Regions from separate parts of the Pan troglodytes genome. Here regions 1 and 3 are each linked to region 2. The links are chromatin contacts, called in public Hi-C and capture Hi-C maps. All regions are on one chromosome and are shown on one strand. The core of a region is the stretch at or near the end of the contact, and the rest is flanking DNA. Distances in the headings are between cores, read along the strand shown.

Region 1 (4,022 bases), core at 1,124-3,623, 140 kb after region 2:
CAGCCTCCCAAGTAGCTGGGACCACAGATGCATGACCAGCCTTTTTTTTTTTTTTTTTTTTTTTTTTTCCTTCCATAGAGACAGGTCCTTCTATGTTGCCCAGACTGGTCTTGAAGTCCTGGGCTCAACCAAACCTCCCAAATCCTTGGCTTCCCAAAGTGCTGGGATTATAGGCATGAGCCACCATGCCTAGCCCCCCAGGTATTCATTATTCTGAACTTTGTGTTTCTCATTCCCTTGCTCTTTTATTTCTTTTCTTTTCTGAGATAGGGTCTTGCTATGTTGCCCAGGCTGGTCTTGAACTCCTTGGCTCAAGAGATTCTCTTGCCTCAGCCTCCCAAGTAGCTGGGATTACAGGCCCAGGCTATTGCACCCAACGCCCTGCTCTTTTCTTAGTTTTTTTTCACGTAAAAATTAGGCTGAAGCACATGAATTTGCCATTACTTTTAGATCAAAACAGGTCAAATAACAGCAAATTCATATGGTTCAACCAAATATTATGCTTAGATGTAGTAGTTCTAGTTATTTTTGAATCATATATAAAGGATGTCATTCCATATGTAGTCTTCTGAGATTTGCCTTTTTTCAACCCAATATTATATTACCATGATCCAACCACGTTGCTATTTTTCATTCATTTTCTACTGCTCTATAATTAATTCCTTCACATGAATATCCCACATTTCTCTATCTCCTGTCAGTAGCATTTCCGTGTTTTCGGTTTGGGGCTACCACAAACAATGTTTCTAGTAACATTCTTGTATACATTCTCTCCTGGTGCATTGCACAAGAGCTTACTGTGGCTGTACCATAGGAATGGACTTGCTAGGTTTTAGAGTACACAGATGTTCAACTGCACAAGATGTGACTGTGAAGTGAGGATGTGACTCATTCTCTGAGCTCCAAATAAGAATACAATGTGCACTTTCCTCAGGAGGGAATGTGGACAAGATGTGGTGGGAGGCGCTGGGATGGAGGGTCTCTGGTGGAAATTGAACACCTCTGCCTATGCATCCCAGTGATATCTTCCTGTTGCATCCATGATCTCTTTTAATCCTCCCAGTTAAAGAGAGGTACTACTATCTCCAGAGATTAGGTTTAGAGAAGGAAAGTGCCTTGCCAAAAGTCAGTTTGTGCCAACTGCCTGAGCAAACAATGTCCCCTCTCTAAGCTTCAGTTTCCTCTTACTGTAAAATGGATATGATAACACCTGACCCACTTCACAGATTAACGGCTTCGGCATGCATGGCTCCTGGAGATGCTCCCTAAAAGTCACTTGTTTGTTTGTTTGTTTTGTTTATTTGAGACAGAGTCTCGCTCTGTCGCCCAGGCTGGAGTGCAATGGCGCGATCTCGGCTCACTGCAACCTCTGCCTGCTGGGTTCAAGCCATTCTCCTGCCTCAGCCTCCCGAGTAGCTGGGATTACAGGCACTTGCTACCACGCCAGCCTAATTTTTTGTATTTTTAGTAGAGACTGGGTTTCACTATGTTGGCCAGGCTGGTCTCAAACTCCCACCTCGTGATCCTCCCGCCTCGGCCTCCCAAAGTGCTGGGATTACAGGCATGAGCCACTGCGCCCGGCCAAGTCACTTGTTTATTAATGCTATTGTTAAGTTATTGAGTTGTTATTAATATTAAGGGGAACAGTAACCCAGAATAGTCTGAGCCTTGCCTTATTGACATTCAATGGTGTTGCCTCTTGCAGAGACCTTTTTTGGATGTAGTGACCATGGCCCATTTTGGCCACCACTTCTGATCCTGGATGTATCTTTCAGAGCTGCATATCCGGTCCCCCTCCTCTACCCTACTCGGGGCCTCAGAGCTGAGGTTCCTGTCTTTACCTGCAGATTTCTCTGAACAAAAGAAAAGGTAAACTGATCAGCGGCCCAGGCTCCCAGTTCTGCCTCAGGGCAAAGGGAGAAATTGGGGCCCAGGGCCTCATTCAGTGGAAAATATTTGTTGAACACCTAGTATGTGCCAGGACCTGTGCTGAGCACCAGGAACACAGGGGAACAAGACCAAACCCTGCAAGGTAGGAGGCTAAAAGAGGAGACAGAAGACAAGAAAACGACAGTGTGCTGAGTACAGGAACTGTTCTAACCAACAGAAAAACAGACAGGATCAGGGAAAGCTTCCCAGAAGAGAGCTTCCCTTTGAGTTGGAGCTTTACGGCCGGGCAGAAGTTCCACAGGTGCTCAGAGACTGACAGGACCACCAGCCTGTTGAACAGAAGAGGAGACTGAGCCCCAGCGCCTCTCGACCCCTCCCCGCCACACCTCACCTACCCGGACTAGGCCGAACGGGCCGAGCACTCGAGCGGGGACGCGCAGCTCTCCAGAGCCCCGGGGCGGGGCCTCGGTCCAGGTGCGCGGTAGCGCTTCGCGGAGGCAGGAAGTGTGTCCCTAGCGGCGGCCCGTGCAGCGCTCCCGCGAGACGCTCACCTGCGCCCCAGGTGAGCGGCGAGGGGGCGGGGGAGGGGCTGAGCCGGAGGCGGCTCACCTGGCGGGACAGGTAAGCCCCGCGTGGGCCCAGGGGGGCGCAAGCCAGGGCGGCGCCGGTGTCGGGAGCCCCCCGAAGCTGAGCCCGGACAGGAGAGGGTCCCGGGCCCGGTTCCTCGGGGGCCACCCTCCTACTTCCGGGGTGCGCGGGCCGGGCTGGGGAGCGGCCTGAGCGGGCGCCCGGGCTGGGCGCGCAGAATGGGGTGAGGGGCCGCGTTCGCCCTCAGGGCTGCACTGGCTGGGTGCGGGGGCCGCACTCACCGGGGGGCAGGGTCGGGATGGGACAAACGCTGGTGCTCACCCCGAGGAACAGCATCGGGACGGGAGGGAGGCTGGGTCCGCCCGCGGGGTAGGGCCCTTGCAGCTGGAGAGGGTAGTGCTCGCCCCGAGGGCACAGTTGGTGTAGGGGCTGTGGTAGCCCGGGGGACAGTGCCAGGATCTGGTTCTTCCTTGTCCCCAGGACTAGGTGCCCGCGGATATGGGACTCTCGGGCTGCACCTTTGGGGCAGGAGGCCGAGGGTGCACTGAGCCGACGGCTGTTTCTCGAGCAGGACTGGGGTGGTCCTCCCCGACCGGGTGTCCGAGGCTTGGCACTGGGCTGGGGGCAGAGGCTGGTGCGGCCGGGCCTGTCCTGGGGACCCTAGGAGGAGGGGACGATACATAGACCCTTGAGTGTGTGTGTGTGTTCGCGGGACTAAGGGGGAAGAGGAAAGCATCAACGAGAAATCCAGGGAGGGCGGGCCGGGACCCTCTGACCCCCGGGAACATCCTTGCGGTGCCTTAGATCGCCTAGTGACCTAGCCCCTCCCATGGGCAAGGCCATTGCGGGAAGCCCCCTGCACTCAATATTTCATTTAAATCTCACGGGATTGGCGGGGCATGAAGATACTAGTCTCTCCTTATTTAAAGATGAGGAAAGTGAGGTTAAGAATCTTGCCTCAAGCCACAATAGGGACAGGGAGCCTCCCCTCACTAAACCAAGTGACCAGGTTCCTAGGATTGGGCGGGGTGGTGGCGGGGCGGTGGCAGCAGCAGGGTCGGGGAGATACAGCCTGGAAGAAACTGCCTGAGTTTGACTTCAGGAGGGTTCAATGGCTGGAGGGAAGTGGGGGAACTGAGGCAGGCATTGTCCTTATCCCAGGTCTTCTCTTCTCATCCCACCACCGCTGGAGATGTGTGGCACACACAAAGTACGCAGGCTCCAGAGCCTGGCGGGCCACAGTGCAAATCTTACTCCAGCCCTCTCTTGCTAGGTGTCTCTGGGCCAGTCACTTCACCTTTCTGAGCTTCAGATTCCTGATCTGTGAAATGGACATATACTACTTATTTTCAGAGCAATTGTGAGAGTCAAATAAGGTGAAAGTCCTCTGGCCCATTCACTGCTGTTTTCTCAGCATTTATCACAACGCTGGGCACCTCGTTGGATTAATTTAATCAATAATAGAGAGTCCTAAAGCTTTGGAGGTTGGGGAGAAGACAATAGCCAGTCCATCCTCAGGAGCCCCACGTACTTCCGAGCTCAGC
Region 2 (4,482 bases), core at 1,829-4,328:
GGGCAAGATCCCCTCTGCTGTCTCCACCGTCTCCATGCAGTGAGTGCCGGGGCAACCAGGCAGCTTCTGCTCCCACACACCAGCCCCTCAAGCCCGGTTGGAGGTGGCCACCTGGGGGGCGGGGTCCTCTGTTGTCCTGTTAGAGCAGACAAGAGAGCTGTGGGCTCGCACCAAGGACCTGAGGCTTTGGTGCCCACCTGGGTCATCCCTAGGGTGACTTCCTTCTGGCCAAACCTGGGAGGCACCAGGATCCCAAGAATCTTGGGGACCTAACCGATGCCCTATTGCCCCAGGAACATCCACCCCAAGTCCCTGCCTTCCGAGCGCATCCTGCCAGCACTGTCCAAGGACAAGGAGGAGGAGATCCGCAAAATCCTGAGGAACAACTTGCAGAAGACCAGGCAGCGGGTGAGGGCCTGCTCCCCAGCCCGACCCCCAGGGTACAGGAGCCCTTCAGCCCCTCTCCACGGCAGCCCTGCCCGTGCCCCTCGGCACCCACCCCGGGACTGGCCCGGCCTCCAGCACTGCCCCCACCCCTCCATGAGCAGAGCCTTCCGGGGCCCGCACTGCCCTGATGCTGTCCCTCCCGCAGCTGCGGTCCTACAACAGACACACGCTGGTGGCAGACCCCTACGAGGAAGCCTGGAACCAGATGCTGCTCCGGAGGCAGAAGGCCCGGCAGCTGGAGCAGAAGGTAGCCTCTGCCTTTCTCTGGGAATCTGTATCCCACCCCACTCACCCAAGCTCCGCCACAGCCTCTAAGGAAATGTACCCATTCTAGGAACAGGGTTTGGCTTTCGAGGGGCTTGTTAGCAGTGTAAGGGCATGGAGAGCCATGAGTTCTAAGCAAGGGATTGGCGTGGGGTTGTGGGGCGTGGCCTGGGTTAGGGCAGTGGCAGGGGACAGAGGAATGGGTGGATTTAAGGCTGGGCAGTGTAGGTGTGTTCAGGGAGGCTGTGACAGGAGCCTGGGATGAGCCCTTAGGAGCTCCTGAGGGGCCAGTACGGGTGCCCACACAGGCACAAGGGAGGGGGAGCGAGCGCCCTGCATATACGGAAGGTGGGGTGTGCACTGGCCGGGTTCTGTCCTGAGGGGCTCCCTCTGCCCAGCTGCCTGTGCTCACCCTGTCTGTCCTCTCTGTCAGATCAACAACTACCTGACGGTGCCAGCCCACAAGCTGGACTCACCCACCATGTCTCGGGCCCGCATCGGCTCAGGTAAGGGCCTGGGGAGGGGCCTCAGGACTGGGCACTCTGAGCCGCCACCTCCTGAGGATGGGGCTCCACAGGAACAGTCCTCAGCCACTGGGAGGACAGGCCTGGCCCTCGCTGACCTCAGGATCCCCTCCCAAGCCATGAGCTGCTTCTACGTCAGGGGCCATCCCTAGGGAGAGAGACGTTCTGGGTGAGGACTGTGTGGGGAGCTGGGAGAGCCACGGTGCCTGGCAGGAAGGCAGGGTATCTGCCCCATCGAGACCCCCAACACGTGTGGGGAACGTGAGGGCAGGGCCCCAGGGCAAACTGACTCAGGGAGGAGCCCCAGGCCTTGGCCTGTGGAGGGACACCTCTGGGAGCCCCTGTCAAAGGAGAGGGCCACAGTCTGAGGAAGAGAAGCTGTGGGGTGGAAGGTCGCAGAGGCCTGCTTCTGAGGCCTGTTGGGACCGGGACGGCTGTGCTCATGAGAAGGCCTGAAGGAGGCACTGACGCAGCCGAGTGGCACGTGCTGGGCCGGGCTCCAGAGCGGAACCCAGCTTGTGCCTTGCTCTTGGTCCCCAGACCCACTGGCCTATGAGCCGAAGGAGGACCTGCCTGTCATCACCATCGACCCGGCTTCCCCGCAGTCACCCGAGTCTGTGGACCTGGTGAATGAGGAGCTGAAGGGCAAAGTCTTAGGGTTGAGCCGGGATCCTGCAAAGGTGGCTGAGGAGGACGAGGACGACGATGGGGGCATCATGATGCGGAGCAAGGAGACTTCGTCCCCAGGAACCGACGATGTCTTCACCCCCGCGCCCAGTGACAGCCCCAGCTCCCAGAGGATACAGCGCTGCCTCAGTGACCCAGGCCCACACCCTGAGCCTGGGGAGGGAGAACCGTTCTTCCCCAAGGGGCAGTAACGCCAGGGCCAGCAGGCAGCGCCTGTCCCCTCACAGACTCTCCCACCAGAGCAGGGGCTGCTGGGGGCTCCCCTTGCCCTTCCTGACCCGGATTGGCCCTGCCCCTCCCCCTACCGCATGGCAGCTGGGCCCACAGCCCCCACCCCAGCACAGCTCCTCCCCCGCCGCCTCCCAGGAAGCATCCTCCCCACCAGAGCTGCCTCCCCAATCCATTTGGCAGAACTGCTGGGGCTGGTGAGGCCGGCCCTGCCCCTCCCTAGATCCAGGCTTCTCCCGGACCTGGACTAGGGCCTCCGAGGCTCCTCCCTCTGCCTCATCCTCCTCCTCATTCAGACCAATCTTAGTTTCTAACCAAAGAGTCTCTGGCTCAGCTGTGGTCCCACCCAGGAAGGGAGGGAGCTGAGGCCTCCCTCGAGTAGGCCCTGCTTTATCAGGGGACAAACCAGGGGTACTAGGCACATGGCTCGGGGAGGGACTGCTGACCCACCAAGGTCTCACACTCCTGCCAGCTCTGTCACCCTGGCCACCACCCAACCTGTCCTTACTCAGAGCTGCGGGCTGAGGGCATCTCTGAGCGTCTCTGCCTGGAGCAGGGGTGGTTTCTACGGTGACAGTGACGTGACTCAGAGCTTTTCGAACTGTGCTCCCATGGGGACCACTGGGCCCCTCAGGGGATGCTGCTAGGGGAAGGACTGGCCGTGGCTCCAGAATGTGCTGCCTTTTTAAGTTTTGTTTGTTCACACTCCTATATATGATTGTTTGCACAGAGGGCACTCCTGTTTTTAAAACATTTTGAAAACCCCTGGCTGAACAGTGCTCTGCCTCTAACTCCCTCCTCACACTCCAGAATTACCCTTCCTCATCTGTGCCTGTCTGTCCAACCCCTCCCCCACGTCTCTCTGCCTGCTGGGCTCTTAACTGTTGCTCGAAGACTGTGACATCAGAAGTAACTCCCACTCCTAATCAAGAGTCTCTCCAGCCTCACAGATGCTGGCCTCTTGGCACCTGCCTAGCTCTTGGGCCTGACCTCCAGTCCTGCTGGCCTGCTCTTACTTCCCCCACCCTGGGTTTGGCCCCTGGAACCTTTCCCTTGTGTGTACCACACCCTGCCTGCTGTGGAGCCCATTGTGGAGGCGGTGGGGGGGAGAAGGCCTCCCCTGAGGATCCCCTGTCCCCTGGGGCTGGTGGGTTGGGCAGAATCCTGGGCCCCCAGAGACCTTTGCCCACACACACTCCTTCCCCTTGTCCCTGGGGCACTCCCTCAGGATTGTGCAATAGTCAGAGTGTCCCTTTTTGCAGGGGACTGGGCCATGGGTCCTCGGCCCATCTGTCCATCCTCCTCTCCATGCAAGTGCTGTTTGGGCAGGAGTCACCATGCAAGGGTGAAATCGACAACCACGTACCAAGCCACCGCAGCTGCTGCCACTCTGCCGCCTGTACAGAAGAAACTGAATCTTTTTCATATTCTAATAAATCAATGTGAGTTTTTAATAGAGTCAAGGGCTGCTTCCTGGGGACGAGGGTCTTTAGGAGGGAGGGTGGCCTGAGGGCATGAAGTACTTAGTTCAAAGGCTGGCACAGAAACACTTCATGGCTGTCAGCTGCTGGGGTGGTTGTTCCCACATGCCAGGCACTGAGATACCACAACGAGCTAAGCAGGACGTGCCCTGCCCCGTGGGGGAGAGCGGCACTAACCAGTGCCCAGTGTTTGTGCAAGAGGTGAATAAGAGGCAGAGGGGAGGGAGGGGACGGCGAGGAGGACCCTCCTGAGTCCCGAGTGAGTGAGATCCCAGGAGGGGACTGAAGAAGGAGCCAAGGCTTCCGGGTGGAAAAGGACCCAGAAAGTTCCCAAACATTGTAACTGGGAGCTGTGCCCACGAACACTGGGACCTGAGAAAAGGCCGGGTGGCTGGGTCAGAGTGACAGGGGAGGCAAGGATGGGGCCGCGTGCTCCATGGTTAAGATTTTGCTCTTAACCGTGGGAAGACCAAAAGGGCAGTGGGAAGTCACTGAAGCCCTCAAGTTCTCACCTGTAAAGTGGGGACAGTGACCCCTGCATGAGATAAGCTCAGGTGTGTACAAACTGAGCCTCCCTAATCAGAAAACCCAACACAACACCATGAATGGAGAATGCACACCTGACCTCATGAGACAGTCAAAACTTTGCTGCATGTGCAATATTTAAAATATATAAAATTGGGCCGGGCACGGTGGCTCATGCCTGTAATCCCAGCACTTTGGGAGGCCAAGCTGGGCGGATCACCTGAGGTCAGGAGTTCAAGACCAGCCTGACCAACATGGCAAAACCCCATCTCTTCTAAAAATACAAAAATTAGCTGGGCATGGTGATGTATGCATGTAATCCCAGC
Region 3 (4,306 bases), core at 1,512-4,011, 180 kb before region 2:
GCTGTGCTGGGCTCTAGGGATACAACCAAGAACAAGACAGACATGGAGTTGCTCTTAGAGAGTTTACTTTTACTATTTAGTGAGGATACAGACAAAAAAGTAAACCAATAAGTAAAAATAAAATAAGGCCAGGTGTGGTAGCTCACACCAGCAATCCTAGCACTGTGGGAGGCCGAGGTGGGAGGATCACTTGAGCCCAGGAGTTTGAGACCTGCCTGGGCAACACAGAGAAACCCCATCTCTACAAAAAAAATAGAAAAATTAGCCAAGCATGGTGGAGCATGTCTGTAGTCCCAGGTATTCAGGAGGCTGAGGTGGGAGAATCGCCTGAGCCCAGGAAGTCAAGGCTGCAGTGAGCCATGATCACGCCACTGCACTCCAACCTCGGCAGTAGAATGGAGTGAGACCCTGTCTCAAAAAATAAATTAATTAGCTCCCTCTCCCTCTCCCTCTCCCCCTCCCCACGGTCTCCCTCTCCCTCTCTTCCCACGGTCTCCCTCTCCCTCTCCCCACAGTCTCCCTCTCCCTCTCTTTCCACGGTCTCCCTCTGATGCCGAGCCGAAGCTGGACTGTACTGCTGCCATCTCGGCTCACTGCAACCTCCCTGCCTGATTCTCCTGCCTCAGCCTGCCGAGTGCCTGCGATTGCAGGCGCGTGCCGCCACGCCTGACTGGTTTTCGTATTTTTTTGGTGGAGATGGGGTTTCGCTGTATTGGCCGGGCTGGTCTCCAGCTCCTAACCGCGAGTGATATGCCAGCCTCGGCCTCCCGAGGTGCTGGGATTGCAGACGGAGTCTCGTTCACTCAGTGCTCAATGGTGCCCAGGCTGGAGTGCAGTGGCGTGATCTCGGCTCGCTACAACCTCCACCTCCCAGCCGCCTGCCTTGGCCTCCCAAAGTGCCGAGATTGCAGCCTCTGCCCGGCCGCCACCCCATCTGGGAAGTGAGGAGCGTCTCTGCCTGGCCGCCCATCGTCTGGGATGTGAGGAGCCCCTCTGCCTGGCTGCCCAGTCTGGAAAGTGAGGAGCGTCTCTGCCCGGCCGCCATCCCATCTAGGAAGTGAGGAGCGCCTCTTCCCGGCCGCCATCACATCTAGGAAGTGAGGAGCGTCTCTGCCCGGCCGCCCATCGTCTGAGATGTGGGGAGCGCCTCTGCCCCGCCGCCCCGTCTGGGATGTGATGAGTGCCTCTGCCCGGCCATGACCCCGTCTGGGAGGTGAAGAGCATCTCTGCCCAGCTGCCCCGTCTGAGAAGTGAGGAGACCCTCTGCCTGGCAACCACCCCATCTGAGAACTGAGGAGCCCCTCTGCCTGGCAGCCGCCCCGTCTGAGAAGTGAGGAGCCTCTCCGCCCGGCAACCACCCCATCTGGGAAGTGAGGAGCGTCTCCGCCCGGCAGCCACCCCGTCTGGGAGGGAGGTGGGGGGGGTCAGCCCCCCGCCCGGCCAGCCGCCCCGTCCGGGAGGTGAGGGGCGCCTCTGCCCGGCCGCCCCTACTGGGAAGTGAGGAGCCCCTCTGACCGGCCAGCCACCCTGTCCAGGAGGGAGGTGGGGGGGTCAGCCCCCCGTCCGGCCAGCCGCCCCGTCCGGGAGGGAGGTGGGGGGGTCAGCCCCCGCCCGGCCAGCCGCCCCGTCCGGGAGGTGAGGGGCGCCTCTGCCCGGCCACCCCTACTGGGAAGTGAGGAGCCCCTCTGCCTGGCCACCACCCCGTCTGGGAGGTGTACCCAACAGCTCATTGAGAACGGGCCATGATGACGATGGCGGTTTTGTGGAATAGAAAGGGGGGAAAGGTGGGGAAAAGATTGAGAAATCGGATGGTTGCCCTGTCTGTGTAGAAAGTAGACATGGGAGACTTTTCATTTTGTTCTGTACTAAGAAAAATTCTTCTGCCTTGGGATCCTGTTGATCTGTGACCTTACCCCCAACCCTGTGCTCTCTGAAACACGTGCTGTGTCCACTCAGGGTTAAATGGATTAAGGGCGGTGCAAGATGTGCTTTGTTAAACAGATGCTTGAAGGCAGCATGCTCGTTAAGAGTCATCACCACTCCCTAATCTCAAGTACCCAGGGACACAAACACTGCAGAGGGCCGCAGGGTCCTCTGCCTAGGAAAACCAGAGACCTTTGTTCACTTGTTAATCTGCTGACCTTCCCTCCACTATTGTCATATGACCCTGCCAAATCCCCCTCTGCGAGAAACACCCAATAATGATCAATAAAAAAAAAAATAAATAAATAAAAATAAATAAATAAATAAAAATAACTACAGGTGGCAATTAGAGTTACAGAGGATGTAATTGTTAAAACAAGCATAACGTCTGTCTACTTTAGACAGGATGGTCAGAGAAGGTGCTTCTGAAGAGGTAACTGAAGCTGATCTCCTTAGGATAAGAAAGAGTCCGACATGGGAAGAGCTGGGGACAGAGAATCTCAAGTAGAGGAAAGAGTAACGTGAATGCCCAGAGGCAGTAGAGACCCTGGACACCTGAGGTGGTGAGAAAAAGCTTGTGGGCCTAGAGGTAGTACAAAGGAGGACAAAGAGGGAGGAAGGTGAGGGCGGAGTAAGCAAATGTTCCCAGTGGAGTCTGTACACAGACAACTGCCCTGGGCAGACAAAGGAGGTTGGACCTCTGCTGGAGGGAAAGAGCTAGGTCTGTAGAAGGAAACACTATAGGATGATGGGATGGGGGAGCGACAGGCTCCACTAGATGCCCCAGACTCTTACCGGATAAGCCCATCCTCAGCAGCACTCCAGAATGTGTTGGGCCACATGGGCGCTGTGGCGATGCGCTTCACCCGGTTTGTGTGGTCTCCAAACATGTGGATGGTCTCCTTTACTGTCAGGTCGTGCACATGCACCTTAGAGTCGGCTGCCCCCGTGATCAAGATGCGGTCCCCAGCGTGAGGCAGGAACTATATAGGAGAAATGGAGGAAGGGGTGGGTGGTAAGAGTAGAAATGGCCACGGAAGGAGGCTAGCCTGGATGTCTGCACCCTTTTCTCTCTCCATGTCAGATAAGAGAATGAGCCCATGCAGGCTGGGCGCGGTGGCTCATGCCTGTAATCCCAGCTGCTCAGCAGGCTGAGGCAGGAAAATCCCTTAAACCCAGGAGGCAGAGGCTGCAGGAAGCCAGAGGCTGCAGTGAGCCGAGATTGTGCCACTGCACTCCAGCCTGGGCAACAGAGCGAGACTGTCTCAAAAACAACAACAAAAAACAAAACAAACCCTTGAGGTTCAGCAGTAATATACAGCAAGATTGTGTTCAAGCCCAAGTCTGTCTGACTCCCACATGCCCTACTTGCCTCATTATGACTACTTAGTAACCTAGAGATTAAGTAATAAATTAGTCCTGAAGTGAAAAAGACTTTGAGTGTTTAAGGGAATGGGTGTGTGTGGTTTTTTTTGTTTTTTTTTTTTTTGAGACAGCGTCTCGCTCTGTCACCCAGGCTGGAGTGCAGTGGTGCAATCTCGGCTCACTGCAACTTCCACCTCCCGGGTTCAAGTGATTCTCCTGTGTCAGCCTCCTGAGTAGCTGGGATTACAGGTGTGCACCACCATGCCCAGCTAATTTTTGTATTTTTAGTAGAGACAGGGTTTCACCATGTTGGCCAGGCTGGTCTCGAACTCCTGACCTCAGGTGATCCACCTGCCTTGGCCTCCCAAAGTGCTGGGATTGTAGGCATGAGCCAGAATGCCCTGTTGGGAGTGAGTGTTTTAAATTAGTTTGACTGCTTCTGAAAAACAATCTGGTAATAGTAACAAAGATTAAAAACAATTTCTATTTTTTGACTCAAAACTTCCACTTCCAAGAAATAATCCAGACCAGGCGTGGTGGCTCATGCCTATAATCCCAGCACTTTGGGAGGCTGAGGCGGGCAGATCACAAGGTCAGGAGATCCAGACCATCCTGGCTAACATGGTGAAACCCCGTCTCTACTAAAAATATAAAAAAATTAGCCGGGCGTGTGCCTGTAGTCCCAGCTACTCGGGAGGCTGAGGCAGGAGGATGGTGTGAACCCAGGAGGCGGAGCTTGCAGTGAGCTGAGATCGCGCCACTGCACTCCAGCCTGGGCAACAGAGCGAGACTCCATCTCAAAAAAAAAAAAAAAAAAAAAAAAAAGGAAATAATCCAAAAAGAAAAAAGGGACCTGGTCAGAAATGCTTGGATGCCTCTTATAATAGCAAATATTGGAAACAGCTCAAATGTTGGACAATAGGGAAGGGCTGAGCATCAAGAGGATACATCTCTACGCAGTATTTATTAAAAAAAAAAAAAAAAAAAACCGGCCAGGTGCCGTGGCTCACACCTGTAA

Evidence for each region. Hi-C and Micro-C count contacts between places; a contact is called where the count stands out from the background. Capture Hi-C pulls out chosen DNA fragments and counts their contacts.
Region 1: a contact with region 2 is called in a Hi-C map of stem cell-derived neural progenitor cells, with 2.9 times the contacts expected there. The contact joins the promoter of KDF1 here to the enhancer-like site in region 2. A contact is called at or near these places in 2 of 7 Hi-C or Micro-C datasets (induced pluripotent stem cells and stem cell-derived neural progenitor cells).
Region 3: a contact with region 2 is called in a capture Hi-C map of stem cell-derived neural stem cells, with 8 times the contacts expected there. The contact joins two enhancer-like sites. A contact is called at or near these places in 5 of 7 Hi-C or Micro-C datasets (blood, induced pluripotent stem cells, a lymphoblastoid cell line and 1 more) and 1 of 1 other capture datasets (stem cell-derived neural stem cells).

The regions. Positions count from the first base shown.
Region 1 is chr1:204,019,524-204,023,545 of NHGRI_mPanTro3-v2.0_pri, forward strand. KDF1 (keratinocyte differentiation factor 1) reads left to right here and starts at 2,374. Exons shown (of 4, transcript XM_016957041.3): 1 at 2,374-2,452.
Region 2 is chr1:203,880,318-203,884,799 of NHGRI_mPanTro3-v2.0_pri, forward strand. It overlaps SLC9A1 (solute carrier family 9 member A1), which reads left to right. Exons shown (of 15, transcript XR_010147541.1): 10 at 1-39; 11 at 294-408; 12 at 593-694; 13 at 1,145-1,217; 14 at 1,776-3,205; 15 at 3,413-3,604. Among named protein-coding and RNA genes, the nearest start is that of SLC9A1, 69 kb to the left of the region's middle. Within about 2 kb of position 3,079, at least 5 of the 24 cell types and tissues checked have an H3K27ac peak or open chromatin away from gene starts, as enhancers often do. A contact at or near this core is called in stem cell-derived neural progenitor cells and stem cell-derived neural stem cells, where this site is marked.
Region 3 is chr1:203,701,165-203,705,470 of NHGRI_mPanTro3-v2.0_pri, forward strand. It overlaps WDTC1 (WD and tetratricopeptide repeats 1), which reads right to left. Exons shown (of 16, transcript XM_024357242.3): 6 at 2,719-2,906. Among named protein-coding and RNA genes, the nearest start is that of TMEM222, 33 kb to the left of the region's middle. Within about 2 kb of position 2,762, at least 1 of the 24 cell types and tissues checked has an H3K27ac peak or open chromatin away from gene starts, as enhancers often do. A contact at or near this core is called in stem cell-derived neural stem cells, where this site is marked.